2 separate regions of the Mus musculus genome follow, and region 1 is linked to region 2. The links are chromatin contacts, called in public HiChIP or PLAC-seq maps. All regions are on one chromosome and are shown on one strand. Each heading gives the region's core, a stretch centred on a gene start, on an enhancer-like site or on the middle of the called end of the contact. The rest is flanking DNA. Distances are from core to core; before and after follow the strand shown.

What was found. HiChIP or PLAC-seq counts read pairs in DNA pulled down with a chosen protein or histone mark.
Region 1: a contact with region 2 is called in an H3K4me3 HiChIP or PLAC-seq map of embryonic limb bud, with 4 times the contacts expected there. The contact joins the enhancer-like site here to the promoter of Cdkn2a in region 2. A contact is called at or near these places in 5 of 39 promoter capture datasets (the C10 cell line, cranial neural crest, embryonic stem cells and 2 more), 3 of 484 Hi-C or Micro-C datasets (bone marrow-derived dendritic cells, bone marrow-derived macrophages and forebrain neurons), 16 of 115 datasets of contacts at active chromatin or transcription factors (acute myeloid leukemia, bone marrow-derived dendritic cells, craniofacial prominence and 12 more) and 4 of 9 other capture datasets (adipose tissue, liver, macrophages and 1 more).

What each region holds. Positions count from the first base shown.
Region 1 is chr4:89,506,767-89,510,067 of GRCm38.p6, reverse strand. All of the region lies in intron 7 of Gm12610 (predicted gene 12610), which reads right to left. Among named protein-coding and RNA genes, the nearest start is that of Dmrta1, 180 kb to the left of the region's middle. Within about 2 kb of position 1,822, at least 40 of the 459 cell types and tissues checked have an H3K27ac peak or open chromatin away from gene starts, as enhancers often do. A contact at or near this core is called in bone marrow-derived macrophages, embryonic limb bud, pancreatic islet and 1 more, where this site is marked.
Region 2 is chr4:89,280,456-89,283,497 of GRCm38.p6, reverse strand. It overlaps Cdkn2a (cyclin dependent kinase inhibitor 2A), which reads left to right and starts at 1,306. Exons shown (of 3, transcript NM_001040654.1): 1 at 1,306-1,512. The coding sequence starts at 1,387.

The DNA.
Region 1 (3,301 bases), core at 573-3,072, 230 kb before region 2:
TTGTGCTCCGGCTTCATTTAAATGTAACGCACATCTGTCACCACACTGGAAATGTGAATCTAACAAAATTCCCCCGGGATAATAGATGACCAAGGGATCTCAAAGAGGGTTAAACCAAAGGCACACTGGACATGGTAGTATGCAACCTGTTTTATTTTTTTTTCTTGGCATATTCAAACAACACACCTCCCCATCTTCCAGGGTAGGCCCCACATCCTCCTATGCCACCCTGTACCTCCCATGCACTAGGAACAATGATGGCCACGTAGAGTATTTTCTTCCAGACGTAGGTAAAGAAACAAATGAAGAAATAATTACATGAGGAAAGAAAGGAAATGACAAATGAAGAGAGGAGATGCACTGTTTGGCCAATCGGTATTTATTCTATGACTACAACTTTTATGGTTATTTTGTGTATAGTCACATCTTGCAACTAACAATAAGCCTATGAAGTTTGACTCTGTACAATGACAATGCCTTGGCTAAATTTAGCCCCAGTAGTCAGATGAATTTAAAAAAACTTCCACACATATTGAAATATTTCTGAGTTGTTGAAGATTAAAAAAAAATCAGATTTTCAACTAAGGAACCTTGATAATGGGAAAATAGTCTTCCCCAGGGAAGGGCACACTAATTATCCAATAACCAATTATTGCTTATGTAACACGAAGTGGTCAGCCCTGAACGCATACGTACAAGTAATATTAATCAGGTTGAGCAGTTGTACATATATATTTAGGAATATATATGTGTGTGTGTGTGTGTGTGTGTGTGTGTGTGTGTGTGTGTACACACACCAATCATGAATAAAAAAGACATCATGAATCTGAGAAAGAGCAAGCAAGGGTTTATGGGAAGCTTTGAAGGAAGGAAAGGGAAGGGGGAAATGATGTAATTAATTATATTATAATCTCAAAAAATATAAGAACTAATTTTGCAGCATTAGGTTTGTAGGAGTTGCAAACAACTCATAATGAAAGATGAGAGATACTTTTGAAATGTTAAGAGAGAATTCTTGGGAAGTTAACACACATAAATAAGTGCGTAAATGAGCAAGAGAAAAAGCCAAAGCAGGTGGGCAGGTATAAACTGCTGGGGCTGGAACAGAAAAGAGACGAGAGAAGTTCCGGGGGGAAATGTGTCTATATGATGAAGTACCTCAGTTAGTCCTAGGAGGGCTCAGAATGAGGGGCCTGACCTGAGATGGCCTGCTCTTGAGAGAAAGCACTGATAATGTGTAGTAATCAATTGGCACATGCGCAGGAAGACAGGAAAAGAATGAAGAAAAAGAAAAACCTTGAGGGGCCAGCAAGGCCAGCTGGGGAAAACCAGCAAAAATACGGGCAGCAGAGTAGAAAGACAAATGTGTGGAGCCAGCGCTTTATGCCTCTAAGGCCATTTGCACTTAGCAGTCCTAACAAACCAAACGTGTTAATCATTTCCTTATGCTTCCCTGTGGATTTTACCACCTCCTTGCTTGCTGTCTGCTCACTGCAGGTGCTTACAAAACACTTGCCGATTGAAAGGGGGAGGGGGATGAGAGAAACTGATGGAGATTTTTTGTGCAGCTTAGGTGAACCCCTGTGCAGGCTTCTTTAAGGGACCCAGTAGACCTGTGTATTGTGTTGAGCTCATTTTGTAGTAGCCCAAGCAAAGAAATTCAGTAAGATTGGCTTCCCAGCCTGGACAAAGCTGACTGCTTAGCTTTCTCTGCAAGTGTAGTTGTTTGACTTATAAACAGATTGCCCTCTGCTTTGCTTCATGGTCTGCTGCACGGCAGAAGAAATGTCTGAGATTGCATTTCTGTTGTGACTCATCTCAACAAGGAACACTGCAAGACAGACACCAGACACCTCGCAATCCCCAGAAAAATGAGCAAGGAGCCCATCAGGCCATGGTACAGAGTAGAAATGCAGGAACTTCATAATGAGGCTGGTTTTTTTTTAAAAAAAAATTAATAAAATGAAAAAGAAGAAGGAGGGAAGAGAGGAGAGGAGGAGGATGAAGAAGGAGGAGAGGAGAAGAAGAGAAACACACCTAGCAGTGTAGAAGAGGGGGTAGTAAATGACAGGACAGTGTGGGTCCATTTCAGAGAACTTTTCTCTTAAAAGACTGTTTATAATGGCAATGTATATAAATTCTTTTTATTTTTTCTTTTTATTTTTCCTGGAGCAAGTTAAAAAGGTACCACTCTCTCCAAAGAGGGGTATTCCTAATTCGTCAACGTGATGGCATGTCGCATAACCTCAAAATACACCATTACTCATTTATGTGGTAGCATAAAAATTCACTCATTTATTGATCAAACCAAAAGGCTGCTTACTTTCTCCTCTCTTCATCTCTGATGAGCTATGTCATAGGATGTCTGCAAGCATCAAACAGGATTAGGCAAGATTAATTTGATCAGAATCAGGACAATATTCTAGCTACCCAAAGAAACCCTCTCAGGAGAAGGTCATCCAACAGGAAACAAAAACGGAAGCTTTGTAGAGTGATTTTCTTTTGAAAAATGAATGTGTATCTGAGAAAGTCAGGGAAATTCTGAGAGATCAGAAGTGACGAGAAATCACATAACCACAGAGCCATCCAAGGACCAGAATCAGCATTTGCCTTGTGGGTCTTTGTGATTCAGGAGGACCTAGGACTCCATGCCAATAAGTTGAAAAACAGCCCCGAAGCTGGGATTCCCAAAAGACAATGGTGTCAAAGGCACACTGAGCAACTCTCCCATGTCACCCTTGTAGCCAGTGTGTGAGAAAAGAAAATCTGCATCAGACACCTACAGGCAAAATCCTTCAACCAGAGAAATCAAAGGGCCTCGAACCACCATCTCTGTGAGGATCCAGTAATGAAAGTAAAGCTGAAATCCTAGTCTGAAAGATTACCAGGTTTTTGGTGCCATCATGCCCCTGACAGCAGTAAGTGACCAGCTCAAAGCAAAGGTCCTTACGTGGGCTCCATAGCCCCTTCCATTCACAGGATCTATAAAATGGAGTAGGGAAATGCTATGTATTTGTTTTTATAACTGGTGTCTCATAACTTAGTATTTCTGACTATTATGAGAAGAAAAAGCAGAAATTGTGGTCATTAGAATAATAACGAGCATTTTCTCTAATATGTCAGATATTTTCATATTATGACAACTGTTCTAATTACCACTAAACATCATTTGTGCTTATTAGGATTCTATTACTCATTTTAATCAGCTTAGGGCCTCTTGTTATTTTATGCATTTATTTTTTAAAAAATGTACATGGTCATCAGTCTTCATATCAGAGGCCTGCTTAGGAAATAGAGGCAG
Region 2 (3,042 bases), core at 57-2,556:
GTGTGTGTGTGTGTGTGTCTCCTCTCTCTCTCTCTCTCTCTCTCTCTCTCTCTCTCTGTCTCTCTCTCCCTCCCCCTCCCTCCCTCTCCCCCTCCTCTCTCCCTCCCTCTCCCTCCCCCCCCCCCACACATTTGAATTCGTGGAGTTGGTAAATGAGGGGTCAGTTCTCTGTCTGTCTGTAGTTTTGTGTCCACAGGATATGACTGACATTCTCACCACACACATACAAAGTCAAAAATAGCTGTGGCCATATAAAGAATATGGGGAGAGAAAATTATTCAAAATCTGCAGAAAATAATGCCAGGCCTTTAATCCTGGCACCCAGGAGGCAGAAGGGAGACAGAGTTCTGAGTTTATGCTGAGTTCCAGGAGTGGAAGAAAGGGCCATTGCCTTTCTGGTGAGGACTGTCTTTTTAAATCCTCCCTTCTGTCCAGTACTGGTAACTCTGCCCAAAGCGTGTTCTTCTTCCTGCCTCACAAGATTGCAAAGACGTTTTTAACGAACAATTTAAACCGGTGCAACGTTTATGCGCAGCACACCAACTCATTTAAACAAACAACAGCCCCATAAAATAGAAATACTTTATAAGCAGATTGCCCTCCGATGACTTCACCCCGTCACTTTTTTATAGTTGTGTACAGAATCCTAGCACTGATACAGCAACATCAGAAATGTTTCTGCAAATCCTTCGCAAAGATTCGGATTTCATACTGGGCGTGGTACCCTCCAAAATGAGTTGTTTGAGCTAGGGTTGTTGGGATCTCAGCTTGGCGAAGTTGTAGCTCTTTCTTCTGAATAAAAGATGACACAATTTTCTGCTAAGATGTTAAATACCTTAAGTTTCAGTGTAGTGATGAAAATTACCCTCCTTCGTTTTTCTAATACCTGGGTGTTGCACTGGGGAGGAAGGAGAGATTTCGAGAAGGACTAGTTCACTTTCTCAGAAGACACGTGTGCACTTCTTTGCTGTGCGGGTCCAGAAGGAGCCCAGCGTGTCAAAGGGTGACCAGGCATGGGGGAGGGGTGTTAGCGTGGGTAGCAGGCGGGGGCTGTCCGATCCTTTAGCGCTGTTTCAACGCCCAGCTCTCCTCCTGAACCCTGCATCTCTTCTGTAGTCCGGGCTCCATCCCTTTCCCCTCCCCCATCCGGAGGTGGGGGGAACAGCAGTGTTTTCAGGGGTGTTCAATTCATGCTATATTCAGGGCAAATAGCGCCACCTATGGCGGGCTGTGGAGCCAGGTCAGGAGCAGAGTGTGGCTCCCCCCCCCCCCCACACCATCCTCAGAGGAAGGAAGGAGGGACCCACTGGTCACACGACTGGGCGATTGGGCGGGCACTGAATCTCCGCGAGGAAAGCGAACTCGAGGAGAGCCATCTGGAGCAGCATGGAGTCCGCTGCAGACAGACTGGCCAGGGCGGCGGCCCAGGGCCGTGTGCATGACGTGCGGGCACTGCTGGAAGCCGGGGTTTCGCCCAACGCCCCGAACTCTTTCGGTCGTACCCCGATTCAGGTAGGCAAGGAGTGTCCCATCTGCAGTCGGGTAACTTTTGTTCAGGAAGAGATAACATTTCAATTACCATTTGAAATGCATACCCCAGATATTTTTGTTTGTTTGTTTGTTTTTGTTGTTGCTGCTGCCCACCGGAGCCACCCATTAAACTAACTTGTTATAGTGAAACCATTTTGGCATCGAGTTTTCAGTGTCTTATTTTTGAGAAGTCTTGTTTCTCCCATCTACTGTCAGCTGATTAATTCTGGTCTTGCTTTTACCAGATTACTAAGTTTCAGCCTAAAAGGAGTCCTGGCCCTAGAAATGTCTGTAACTATCCTTTCTAACTCTAACAAAGAAAATTCCCGTGAAACAAATGTGCATTCCAGAGCCTGTGCATAATAAGCTGAAGAAAAAGAACATCGGTTTCAACTTGACTAAAAAGGCTGGAAGGTGCCTTCTGAAACTGCAACATAGACTATATTTTACACACTTTAAATCACAGAATAAAAATAAACAAACGAGTTTGGGACCTTGAGATCATTTGCAAGTCAAGCGTGGAAACCTCTTTGATTCTAGACAGGTTGGGTGGTTGTGCGAGATAAATGTGAACCTTTTAAAATAACGTGTCTATAGTTTGCAGTTTAACATTTGCAGTGTTACCAGTTGCTGAGAAGTTTGCCTTTGGAGTCCTAAAATATGTAAGAGAGGACCGTATTCATTGAATACAGAAAAGTTAAGAAAGTTGGGTAGATAGTTTTAACGGGGAAGGAGGAAGTTGGTTTGGTTTCAGAGCCATAACCCATTTGATGTTCAGGCAGAAATGCTGGGGGGGGGGGAGGAGAGGAGAGGAGAGGAGAGGAGAGGAGGAAGAGGAGGAGGAGGAGGAGGAGGAGAGAGGGGAGGGGAGGGGAGGGGAGATAAGCCTAGAAGAGAGAAGAGAAGAGAAGAGAAGAGAAGAGAAGAGAAGAGAAGAGAAGAGAAGAGAAGAGAAGAGAAGAGAAGAGAAGAGGAAAAATAAGCCAGGCTGGTTTTTTTGGGGGTGTTTGTTTGTTTGTTTTTTAATCCCAGAATCAAGAGACAGAGGCAAACTAATCTTTTCAGTTCTAGGTCAGCAGGGATGACATAGAGAAAACCCTGTATAGAAACACCTCCCCCCTAACAAAAGAAGAGTAGAAAGAAAATAACAAAACAAAAAAACCCAAGGTACTTTCTTAAAGGATTTAGTATTCATTTTATTTTTGCTATTTCAACTTTTCCATACCATAAAAGATGTGAGCATTTTTTTTCCTATCACAGGGTTTCCCCTTCTACCTTTATTATTTTTTTATTCTCCCCAACTCCCTCCCCAACCCTTCTACTTTCCCTCCCAGGTCCCTCCCTCCCTCCCCACTTGTGATTGCTTTCTTCAGATGTGAGCAATTTTTAAAACCAATTTTATGAGCAAGATGGAGGTCTTCAACACACAGTATTGTTACTTTCTCTTTTCTGTAGTTCCTTTACAGTTTTGCTGAAACCTAAGTTAGTTTTACTTTCTTCGGAGAATGATTC